3 separate regions of the Mus musculus genome follow, and all the other regions are linked to region 1. A link is a contact called in public Hi-C and promoter capture Hi-C data. All regions are on one chromosome and are shown on one strand. The core of a region is the stretch at or near the end of the contact, and the rest is flanking DNA. Distances in the headings are between cores, read along the strand shown.

Region 1 (4,208 bases), core at 1,072-3,571:
GAGTGAGTGAGTGTGTGTGTGGGAGTGCATCTGAATGTGTTCGAGTGTATGTGTATGAGTGTTTGAGGGTGTGTGTGAGTGTGTATGGATGGGTGTGTGAGAATGTGTATGTATGTGTGAGTGTGAGTGTGTGTGTAGGTGGGAGGAGGTTTGTTGAAGGCAAAGGACACTAAGATAGCTCATGACTCATTCATGGCTTGAAACCTCTTTAAGAGCAAAAAATGATTTTCTTTCATACCTTGTGGAATTTCCACAGCTGGAATTGCTGACTATACCACAGAACTGATTTGTGAAGCTGAGAAAGGCTAGCTGCTTGTCTTAGGAAAGGTAGTCACCCACACCTCTACCTACAGTGTGTAAGTGGGAAGCCAGCAGAAATGACCAAGGAGCCCAACAGCTGACATCATTTATATTTAGTTGCCAATGATTCTCCTAACTCCAAAATTACTTACATTTGGCTCACAATTTAAAAACCAGGAGTATTAACAATAAAGTGAAATATAAACAGATATGGGGATGAAGTGAGGGAAATAAGTTTGTTGAGGATTTCTGGGATAGATAAGGTATAGAGAAACAAAGAGTTGCCTTTTGGCTCTAAGCTTCCTTGTCTAAGTCACTACAAAGAAGGGACATCTCCAGGTTACACTAGTCACATGATCTAGGAATAGTGACTGTAGCTTCTGAGAAAAATAAGCTTCTCTCTTATGTGCTTTAGAATGGTGCAAAGAAAATACTATCATTGACATTCCTGATTGTTTTCTTCTGTGGTGCTAAGGATTGAGCGCAGGGCCTTGCACGTGCTAGACAAGATCCCTAGCACTAGACTCCATCTCCATGTCCATTTTTGCTTATTATGTTAAGACATACTCTTCCTACATTGCTCCAAGTGGCCTTGATCTCAATCTATAGCCCTAGAAAGCCTTGAACTTTTCCATCCCCCGGCCTCATCCTGCAGTGTACCTGGCAGTATAATCCTTCTCACCAGGCTTAACCATATGTTTTTTTTTTCCTTCAACAACCCTTGATTAAAAAAAGAAGTCAATTAGACAAATCAGACTCTAATATCCTTGGTGGTATGGCAAAGAAAAGTACATGTTTGGTGTGGTGAACATGCCAATTAACCTATTTGACCAGTATGTATGCTTGTATCAAAATATCACAAAACATCTAAAAAATGAACAATTTCCCTATGTCAATAAAACTAGAATAAAAAGCATTACAGGCTACTTTAGGAGCAAAGAATTGGCTTCAAGTGTGAGCATTTGGTTATTCAGATCATCTTAGAGAGACCATCATTCCAGGCTCTAGGCTCCTGGGCTGCTTGTGCCTCAAGAGATGACAAATTTCATCACATTAACCCGGATCCTAACTGTCCCCAGAGAGATAGATTGAGGACCCGAGGACAGCGAAGAGCAGGACATTTGGTTGTACAGCTACCATAGGGCTAGACTTACACTAGGCCACAGGCTTCCTGTGGGAAGACAAAGTGGGCAGCTGGGGCCTACACTGCCTTGCTGGTTCCTTCCACCTGCTTGGAGGGAATTTACCACTGGCCCTTCTTTCTGCACTCCACTGCCACCCACACATATGACTCTCTGGCAAGCCTCTGTCACATGGTGCTCATCTTCCTAGACACAAATTTGCCCTTCATGCTGATTTCCCGGTGTTTCTAGTTAGATAAGTGATTCTGACCAGGAGGGTATCACTTTGTGCCTTGAAACCAGGAGTGCAGTTGCTTTCCAGAGCTTCCACCTCCTTTCCCCTCTCCAGAGAGGCCCCTTCCGCAGACACTGGCTTACCCCTCAGTTTTCATCATCTTGTCTTGTCCTATTTAAATCTTGTCATGGAAAAAGGAAATCAGAGGCTAGTAATCACAAGCTTTCCTTGAATACACACACACACACACACACACACACACACACACACACACACACACACACCGTCGTCTGGATCATCCACAACCTGAGCTGCCACAGCCCTGACACACACATTTCCAGACATTAGGAATTAAGGGCTACATTTACATAACATTAAAGTCACTGTCTACAGGCACAAAATAAAGTGAATGGCTTCCGATCTCTGCCCCCAGAAACTGGTCTGTGGGCTTCTGCGTTTCTGGCCACGTGACCTTATTAGATGTCTATTACTTGTCTGGCTGATAGCTAGCTGCTCTGCTTCCCCAGTCTAACTGCATGGGAGCAGCAGGTCAGACCAGGCTGCAGGAGCCAAACTGCCAGAATCCGTATGAAGGGAGTTAGGTGGGGCCTGTCCTATCTCATCTCCCCAGCATGCCTTGCAACTACAGGAAGCCACCCACCAGTATTTCAGAAACCACAGGCTCCTGCGGTTCTGAGAGCCCCTGTCCTCTGTGTCCTTAAAACATACACACCATTTAATGTCTCATTAATCACCTTCTTTTACATGACTCAACTGGAGCCAGGAAAGAGCAGTGTTTACCCTGACCCAAGGGCAGTTTGGCCTCCTGCTTTCCCATTCAGTTGTGAGCAAATGTTTCAATAGAACACATTCCCAGGGCTGTGTGCTAGAATTTTATGCCCTATAGTGTGCAGGAAATAACCCATCTCTTGTCATGGACATAGGCCCTGGAAGAAGAGCTGTACCAGCAGTATCTGTCCTCCATCTCTAGTGCTTAGCAGAGTTTGATCATTAGAGGGACAGAGCCTATGCTTGTCAGTTTGAGGTCAGAAAGGCCCTGGTTTCCCTCAGCCACCTGGTTATAGAACAAGAATAATAAGAACATTCCAGACCAGAGGCAGTCAGCTGGGCCAATGGCAGATCTGCAGCTGCCATGTCCGATCTGCCTGTGGTTCCTCGCTGACAGTACCCAAGCTGCCTAATCACAGGCTGGAGTCAGGGCGGCTGTAACTCCAGAGCACTCCATTTTCTCTGACCAATCACCTCTCTCAAGAAAGCCCCAAGGTGTCTGTGCTCATAAATTCTCCAGCAGTTGGTGCTACCCAGGTGGTAGAGATGAGATATCCGAAGGTCCAACTACCATAACTCACAAAGACCAGACATATGAGGCTTTGTGTGTTGGTAAACCCAAGCCACTGCACCTTGTCTTTCTTTTAGTCATCCACTAAGCCTGCCAGCATGGCAGGATTCCTGGACGTGCCAGTGTGCAACAGGGTCCATCATATCCTGAGGTCACAGTCCTGAAACCAATTTGTCTTAAGTTTCTGTTTTGTCAGGGAAGTCCAGTGGAGCAATGAAGCTTGCACTGAGCCAATACTTGAGCACCTCTTTTGGCCAAATTTTCCTTCAGCAACCTACCTAGCAGCAAGGGGACCCAGGACATGGGAATGATTTGGACCTATATAGTGAAGGGGAAGAGTTGAATTGAATACTTGTGTGTGTGTGTGTGTGTGTGTGTGTGTGTGTGTGTGTTTGTGTGCGCGTGCGTGCGCGCACGCGCGCACGCGTGTGCACCCGCTATCTCTTCTGCATATTCTCCTGGCCAAGGGATATACCACTCAGTGGCCCAATAAAATGCTGTTACAGGGGAAGAAGGAACCTTAAGCAAAAGAGGAGAAATGTGTTTTCTACATGTTTTTTGAAGGAAGAGATACATATTTTTCACTATCCCATGAAAGTTATGTGCCAGACAGATGCAGCCAAGTAAGCTATGAACCCCAGGATATGTTATCATTGATGGGATAATGGCTCTTAAAGCCTTGGGTGCAGTGGTATGTTTAAGAATAGTTCTTTATAAGGGACGGGAAATAAGGAACAAAAGTAAAACACAAGTTGCATGCAGCACTGAAATCTCATCTCCCACCTGTCGCCTTTTTGACCTGTGTGGCTTGACAAATCCAGAGCCTTGACCAGCAAGTTGCTCAGGCTTCCTCATACTTAAAAAACAGGATTAAAAATATTGTTGAATATTTTGAGTCACATTCTCAACGCCTGTGTCTAAAATAAGGCCCCAATTTTGCATCTGCAATTATTTATGCCTGGAAATAAGGAAGTGAAATTCCCACCTACTGGAAGGACAGTTGACAGGGCCACTCAGCCAGGCAAGTGTGGCTTAGAGCAGTGCAAACTGCATTGCACGTGCAGGGGAGATGCAGGAGCCTGATCAGACAGCTGCACCAACATTGCTACCCAAAGCTAGACAGGGATCAGCCTGTGACCTTCACTAGAAATTTGGGAACAGACAGGCACAAGCTTCAGGGACCTGTCGAGAT
Region 2 (3,878 bases), core at 1,348-3,847, 160 kb before region 1:
TGAACTACCTCAGGTTATTACAAGTTGATCATGAATCAGTTTGGGGTGATTCTGCATTCAGAAAAGTATTACCAAATTTTTATGATGCCCACATTCAGTTATATGGCATGATGCACAGTCTGAGAAACTGTGCCATAGAATGTATAGACTCAGACAGACCTTCTTTGTCCTAAGATTGCATAAACCCATCCTAAGTCATTCTCACTTGGCAACACACAATGCTATGGGACTGGAACTGTTCCTGTCTGGGATCCTGCACCTGACTCATGGTTCCATGCTGCACCCTAGCAACGTAACAGAGAACTGGATCTCATAGAGTTAGCCAGGGAAAAGACCTGCATTCAAACTCAAGGCACGCTTTCTACTGAATACATACCACTTTTGCACCATTATGGTGAGTCAGAAAACAAGCTAGACTACTGCACATCCCTCTATAGTAGATGTTATAAAATGTTTTCCTTGTTATGTTAGTTTCTTCCTATTGTAACCTTAGTAACTTCTTATTGTAACCTTAGTTACTTTCCTTTGTTACCTTAGTTACTTTTCTATTGTTACCTTAGAGACTTTCCTTTGTTGCCTTATTTCCTATTGTTACCTTAGAAACTTCCCTTTGTTGCCTTAGTTACTTTCCTATTGTTACCTTAGTTACTTTCCTATTGTTACCTTAGTTACTTTCCTATTGTTACCTTAGTCACTTTCCTATTGATAAATTAGTTACTTTCCTATTGCTGCAATAGAAATACCATGGCCAAGGCATCTTGCAGTAGGAAGGGTTTATTTATGAGTGGATCTTATCTGGGAGGAAGCAGCTGGAACAGCAACCTGAGAGCTCACCAACCAACCAAACAAACAAACAAACAAACAAGGAAAGGCAAGAGCAATGGAACTGGTGCAAGGCTTTGAAACCTCAGAGCCTGGCTTACATGATGTACTTCCTTCAGAAAAGTCATACCTCCTAAACTGCCCAAAGAGTGCCACAGACTGGGGACCAAATATTAAAACTCCCTAGACTATGATGGGGACATCATGTTCAGCCTCCACAACTGTTTATGGCTGTTGTACCCCGGAGCTCTTGTCTCTAGCTGCATATGTATCAGAAGATGGCCTAGCCGGCCATCAGTGGAAAGAGAGGCCCATTGGACATGCAAACTTTATATGCCTCAGTACAGGGGAACACCAGGGCCAAAAAGTGGGAGTGGGTGGGTAGGGGAGTGGGGGGGAGGAGGGTATGGGGGACTTTTGGGATAGCATTGGAAATGTAAATGAGGAAAATACCTAATAAAAGTATTAGAAAATGTATATAGCGTATACATACAGGCTCAGAGCTTTGCTTTAGGGTCAGAGGATTTGGGTCCAAAGACCTGCAGATATTGAAACTTGAAGATGCTCAAATCCATATATAAAATGCTTTAATATTTGGCAAAACATACTGTGTGCATCCTCCCTAGATTTCTTGTGATAGCTAGTACACTGTACATGCATCTAAGTAGCTGTCATACTACATTGTTTAGACACAAGGACAAGAAATGGTCATTTTGAGGGGCACATTTTTAAAGTTATGTTGTTTATTCAGTTATCTGAAACAGTGGTTGTATTATCTTTCTTCCATGCTACAGAGTTGTCAAATGTTAGAGAAATTCTCACATTGGTTTCTGTGATTGACAGCTCTTACCAAGGACTTCATATAGTCATGGCATAAATTGTTGCAACTAGCTGAATGTTAATTAATTTTATCTTTTAAAAGATGTTATGCCCACAAACAGAAGTAGAGAAATTTCTTATTGGATCACCTTCTGCTATATTCTGTTGTTAAATATTTGGTTTTTTAAAATCTCCTGTATTTTGTTTATTTCTATTATTAATTTAACCTAATTCCTTTTTCCTCTCTGTCAGGCTATAAAATATCCTTCAAAATTAACTTTAGCTTTAGTACATTTATATAAATTGTTTTATCGAGGAATTTAATTAAGCATGTCTGTCTAGGGCTGGAAGAGCTAAGAGCTGTCCTAATATAGATATAAAATAGAAAAGAATTTGCCTCCAACAAGCTAAAACTCTTGGTGGACAGACGATTTCACACACACACACACACACACACACACACACACACACACACACAACTGACTTTGCTTTTTGACCCATGACTGTGGAGATGTCATTTTTACATGTAGCACTCCAAAGGCTGATGACACCTACCACCATTTGTCAAGTCTGAGGGAGCCAGTGTAAAATTCTCCCATAAATTCTGCAAGGAAGTCATTACTATTTAAACAATAATTCTTTTAAAAAATTGAAAGGAGAAAGCCAACCTTAAAGTGTTCACCAAGCATAAGATTTTGGTAATGTTTCTTTTTATTCAAGTATATACTTAAACTTTGAAATGTTTTGTGAGACAACCTTGCTTTTGAAATCAAACTTTCCTTGGAGTCATTCTTAAAAGAGGCTGAAACGAAAATAAGAGGCATTTAATTTTTTTTTAAATGTAAAAACAGGGCATTTCTTTGAAGAACTTGGGAGAGTGCCTTTTACCTTATCTTGCTGAAGCTTGTGTTTTCATAGACAACTGACATTTAGCTGTGTTTCTCCGATATGAGCGCTAGAGGGCGTCCCAGGTTGCAAAGTTTCTTCTCGTGATTGATTTTCTGGTTTTTAACAGAATCATAACCTTTTAACACAACAAATGTTGCCCATTTTTATCATGAAGTGTTTATGGATGCTGTGACACACAGTGTCGTTCTTAATACACTCAACTGCGAAGTAAATGCCTGTGTGTGTGTCCACACCGACCTCGCGAAATAGATTTCTAGTGAACTCTTCTGAACTCCTTGTGCCCCGGGAACCTCGCCATCTCCTTCCATGCTCCAAATGAGAAGCCCCGCATCTGGCTTTGTGCTGATCTCCTGCTTGCCCACTTGGTAGTTGTACTACCTACAGATAGGTCTCAAATTAAATGTTATGTATTTTGTACAATATCACACTGGGCTAACAAAATTATAGAATTTATAAAATATGTCTTCATCTCAATAAAGTCTCAAATACGGAAATTCAAATTTTTATTTTGTACCAAGTAGGGGAAAACAAATAAACAAACAAACAAATGTCCTATTCAAATGCAAGCATGACTTTCTTTGAAGTTTCCCAGCTTAAAGGAACTTCTTACCTAAATGTACCCTGTGATATTCTTTAGGGTCTGGAAGATTGATGCTTAATCATGACCTTACATTTACCAAAATGCTGTCCTTCAGCAACACAAAACATTACCCAGTAGATTTACAGTGTCCTGATCAACACCCCACGCCCCTACCCCACCCTCACCCCCACCCCTAGCAGGGCATTATCTTTCAAACTTCCTTCAGGTGATTCCTTCCTTCCTTCCTTCCTTCCTTCCTTCCTTCCTTCCTTCCTTCCTTCCTTCTCCTTTCTCTTCCTCCTCCCTCTTCTTTTCCTAGTTATCAGGTCATCTGGACTACATTGGTGAAGAACACTTCAACAGTTTAAAATGTAATTCATTATTTCTGTTGTAGAATTGAATTTGATCATAATAAGAATTGAGTGCAGAAAACAATAGCAAACACAAACTCTCCCATGAGAACATAACTGCTATTAGACTCACCTTTCCCGCTTGTCATATGCCCTTCTCACTCTTGCTGATATATGCCCCAGGGAGCACCCACTGCTGTGATATGCCCCAGGGAGCACCCACTGCTGTGATATGCCCCAGGGAGCACCCACTGCTGTGATATGCCCCAGGGAGCACCCACTGCTGTGATATGCCCCAGGGAGCACCCACTGCTGTGATATGCCCCAGGGAGCACCCACTGCTGTGATATGCCCCAGGGAGCACCCACTGCTGTGATATGCCACAAGGAGCACCCATT
Region 3 (3,908 bases), core at 1,232-3,731, 190 kb before region 1:
CCACAGACCGCTCATACGTCAATCTGATAGTCAAATCTTCAATTGAGGTTTCCTATTCCCTGGTAACTACAGATTGTGTCAAGTTAAAAAAAAAATAAAAAACTAGTAAGCATGCCCCATTTCTTTCCTTTAACCACAGTATCCCTTTCTTCACACTTCTTCTACATCTGTATCCTTGGTTACTTTATAGTTCTCTTATTTGAATAAACTTTAACTCTGACAAATGTACCTTTAGTACATTTAGGATCTATGGGACACAGATTATTGCTAGTAAGTCTACAATTTCAACATAAAGAGAGGGAGAGGGAGAGAGACCAAACCTTGCTAGCTAAAAAGCCAATCTAGTAAGCGCTCATTTCTTTCTCCGATATATATTTTTGAAACTAGGATACGTGTTTCCAACTACACCCTGCATTTTACATCCAGAACCAACAGAGGGCGCTGCACTATCAAGGATGGTCTAAAAGCTCACTAGGTTCACAGCACAAATTCAGTACTATACAGAGCTACATAGACTCGCTCTGAAACACACGGCTGGCAATGACCCACGAACTGAAGTTTTATTAAGGCACTTTTAAAGTTCGGATAATCTCTTGGAGCAGGGCCTCCTTCACGAGCCCACAGAGGTCTTTTCTATGCAAATGTAGTTTTCAAGATTCCTACACAAAACTAGGCTCACTGGGGCTGTCCCTGCCAGAGAGGGTGTCCTTGTGTAGTCGGAGTCACGTGACACGGGGCCAACGCAATTCTCGTGAGGAGCCGCGGCAGCCAGAGCTCCCGCCATGCGGCGCCGAGCCTCACCTGCAGGGGGCGCCCGCAGCAAGGCGCAGAGCAGGACGGCGGCCAGCGACAGCGGCGAGAGCACGGAGCCCGAGGCCCCGGCCCGCCGCCGGCCCCGCGGAGCCCGGCCCGGGGCCAAGGCCTCCATCCACACGCCGCCGACGGCCGAGCCTCGGCGCAGAAGGTCGTTACCTGGCGCGCGCCCACCCGCCGCCGGAAGTTGGCAGACGGCAGGCCGGAAGGACGGACCGACGGACGCGCCACTTCCGCTCGGGTGATGTGCGGGAGGTGTGCTAGCTTGGGACCCAGCTTGGGTACACATGGGAGGCAAGAGGTCGATCCCCTAGGGGCTCCCTTGACTTCGAGGCCCCGCACCACTAAGGAAACCCTCCAGAACCTGGCTGGTCTGAGATTCCAAAGCGAGAAGAATCTTGTGTCGCAAAGTTCTAACCTTTGCCTTCCCGTGGTGTCTGTGTGCAGAGGAGAAGCCCCTCTTATTACCTTAGCAGTGGATTGAGTTTCAGCCTTTAGGTGCCTAATGGCAGCAGATCCTGAGAACGGATGACTTAATGAATGTACACCTCTCATAAACTTCCTGGCTATAGTAATGCCAATGCATGAAGTTCCTGACTGTTGTAATGCGAACGATTGTGCATTATCAGTGTGTGGGACTTAATAGAAAATGCATGCAGTGAACACCTAGGAGAAATTAAAGGTATTGCCTTAAAAAGTGGCATGATGGGAAAATGGAGGAAATAGACCTTAGATGACATTGACTTTCATGCAGTACTCGGCTTGGAAGATCATCCTCAACTTGGATTCAGGAAAACATAAAGAACCAGCTCACGGACCGTTTAGAATGAGAATGTATTTAAATTGAAAGAATCATACATCTTTTCTGCCTTTGGAAGGATTTAATGATAGTCCAACTAGGATAAAAATAAATTTTATACAAATATATAGAAACACTAGAAGCAGGCTGTTAAATGTTTTCACTTTTAATATGAAGAGATGGGTAATACGGAGTGGAGTAAAAACTTACTGACCTTCGTGTTTTGGATAAACTGTCCAGGACCTTATGCTGAAAACTTACCCATTTATTTCAACGTTATTGCTTGTTTTGTTGTATATTGCAAATTTTCAGTCATCATCATAGGTGGTCGTGGCTACATTCTGCTTATCCTTACTATCATACAATTGATCTGATTTAAATATTCTATACCTGACTCTTGTAGAAGCTTACCTTCTTTATTTAAGGAGGTGTGAGCTATTACCCTTCGGATTGTAATAATTAAACTTAGTTGCAATTTTCATGCAAAACCAAATTGTCTAGTTAAAAAACAGCTCTTAAGTGGACTGCTATGCTTATCGTTTAAAATAGATCGTTTTTTATGCTGCCATTTACTGAAATAACATAAATACCTCATTGTTTTCGTTCTAAGAATTGTGGTAACTTAAAGAAACTGCAGATAATTTAAGGCATTTAAGAATGGACTTTTACATTGGCTATGATTTATGAATTATTTTTCTTAAAAATCAGTATACTATATCTTCCTTGTTAGCGTATTTAAATTAAACATATACCAATGTTTATAATTTATTCCAACCCGAAAAGTTATTTCTAGTTTGTGTGTGTTTGTGTGTGTGTGTTTGTGTGTGTGTAGGAGAGAGAGAGAGAGAGAGAGAGAGTATATATGAAAGAGAGAGACTGTATATGTATTCACTACATCAACTTCAGTATATTCTTTCAGTTACTATCTTGCCCACAAAATATGAACATGTTAAATTTTTACATATACATGTGTGTGTGTGCATGTGTGTGTGTATTGGTTTCCTGAGCATTGGAGAAAAAGGTATAATGGAAATATTACTAGGACTTTTTTCTGTGGTTTGCCTAAAGAATTCCATTATGATGTACATAATAAGTAGTTCCGTGAGCTATGGTTCTACCTGTTGCCAAGCAGCAAAGGCTCTTTTTGTGTTTTTTTATTATTATTATTATGTCCTATTTCTATACTGGCCTATCTCCCTTTCAGCAGAAAAAAATTACCTTAAGACTTTTTAAATGACTAACATTTAGAAAATTGAATTAATTTTATGGTGGATTAATCCTAATCTTCCATTACTGGAAATATGGGTTTTTAATAGTTAAATGGTAAAAAAAAAAAAAAAAAAAAAAAACAAAGGAATTTAATTCATAATCCTCAAAACTGATGAGACAGTACATGGATATGGAGGTCAAGACCATGCCTGGGAAGATCAGTATCCCTAGAAGGTTCATCTTCTCAGAAGGAAAGGCTATTGAGCATCCAGATTACCCGCACTACAGTAACCTCTTACAGAAAATGAACATGCCCTCTGTGAAAGGACTTGAAGACAGACATAACTGTGTCAGATTTGAAAAGAAATGCAACCCTACATTTTTAAAATTTCATCCTTATCCACCTTCAGTCTTGCCGGACTATCATCTTCACTACCCCTATCCCCCACCATATGGGAGGGCATATCCATTAGCACCATTGCGTGACGATGTGCCCTTGGGTGACCCCTGCTCAGGATTTATGAGTCCTGGTGGAGATGCTAATTTAAAGCCTAATATAGGCAGAGCCATACCAAACCTGGTGAGTTTCCATGATGTGAAACCTCAAAATCGAGTTCCTAGACCAGACAAAGGATTTCAAACAACAATAAAAAGGCAAACAATACTTGCAGAAGAACTAAAACAGGATAGGAGATGGAATTCCAGGAAAGTGCCAGACATTTCCATCAAGGCAAAGCTTGGAGGTAAGTAAAGCAACATAGTTTTTATATGTTCTTCAAGTGACGCAAAGGAGAATGAGCTTGAGATTTTTTTAAATTTTAGCAGTTAAATTGACATAAAATGACTGAACAAATTATTTTCAATTGGATTTTAAGAAGGTCTTACAAGTGATACAATGTATAAATCTGCTTGTAAAACACAAATGATTTTTTTTAATTTAAGTTTAATTGGTCAACAGCAAATATATTAACAATTAATTTATTTTAATTATACAGATAACTTATTTTACAAAAGAGGGTCCATGTGTCAGGGTAAATTGTATAAAAGCTTCCTTCATTGTTTCTCTCCCTTGTAATCAATCTGCTGG

What was found. Promoter capture Hi-C pulls out the DNA fragments that hold promoters and counts their contacts. Hi-C and Micro-C count contacts between places; a contact is called where the count stands out from the background.
Region 2: a Hi-C map of the HPC-7 cell line shows a contact between it and region 1, with 5 times the contacts expected there. The contact joins two enhancer-like sites. A contact is called at or near these places in 1 of 15 datasets of contacts at CTCF or cohesin (CD8 T cells), 3 of 484 Hi-C or Micro-C datasets (CD8 T cells, the HPC-7 cell line and centrocytes) and 2 of 115 datasets of contacts at active chromatin or transcription factors (CD8 T cells and double positive thymocytes).
Region 3: a contact with region 1 is called in a promoter capture Hi-C map of pre-B cells, with 2.5 times the contacts expected there. The contact joins the promoter of Spata48 here to the enhancer-like site in region 1. A contact is called at or near these places in 4 of 39 promoter capture datasets (the C10 cell line, the HPC-7 cell line, pre-B cells and 1 more), 1 of 484 Hi-C or Micro-C datasets (the HPC-7 cell line), 2 of 115 datasets of contacts at active chromatin or transcription factors (the SCID.adh cell line and double positive thymocytes) and 3 of 9 other capture datasets (adipose tissue, liver and pancreatic islet).

The regions. Positions count from the first base shown.
Region 1 is chr11:11,655,015-11,659,222 of GRCm38.p6, forward strand. The region is part of intron 1 of Gm11999 (predicted gene 11999); the gene reads right to left. Among named protein-coding and RNA genes, the nearest start is that of Gm11999, 29 kb to the right of the region's middle. Within about 2 kb of position 2,322, at least 103 of the 459 cell types and tissues checked have an H3K27ac peak or open chromatin away from gene starts, as enhancers often do. A contact at or near this core is called in CD8 T cells, the HPC-7 cell line, the SCID.adh cell line and 2 more, where this site is marked.
Region 2 is chr11:11,497,519-11,501,396 of GRCm38.p6, forward strand. All of the region lies in intron 7 of Spata48 (spermatogenesis associated 48), which reads left to right. Among named protein-coding and RNA genes, the nearest start is that of Spata48, 36 kb to the left of the region's middle. Within about 2 kb of position 2,598, at least 13 of the 459 cell types and tissues checked have an H3K27ac peak or open chromatin away from gene starts, as enhancers often do. A contact at or near this core is called in CD8 T cells and the HPC-7 cell line, where this site is marked.
Region 3 is chr11:11,461,263-11,465,170 of GRCm38.p6, forward strand. It overlaps Spata48 (spermatogenesis associated 48), which reads left to right and starts at 2,482. Exons shown (of 9, transcript NM_001347068.1): 1 at 2,482-3,564. The coding sequence starts at 2,994. Zpbp (zona pellucida binding protein) reads right to left here and starts at 1,157. Exons shown (of 8, transcript NM_015785.2): 1 at 802-1,157. The coding sequence starts at 1,102.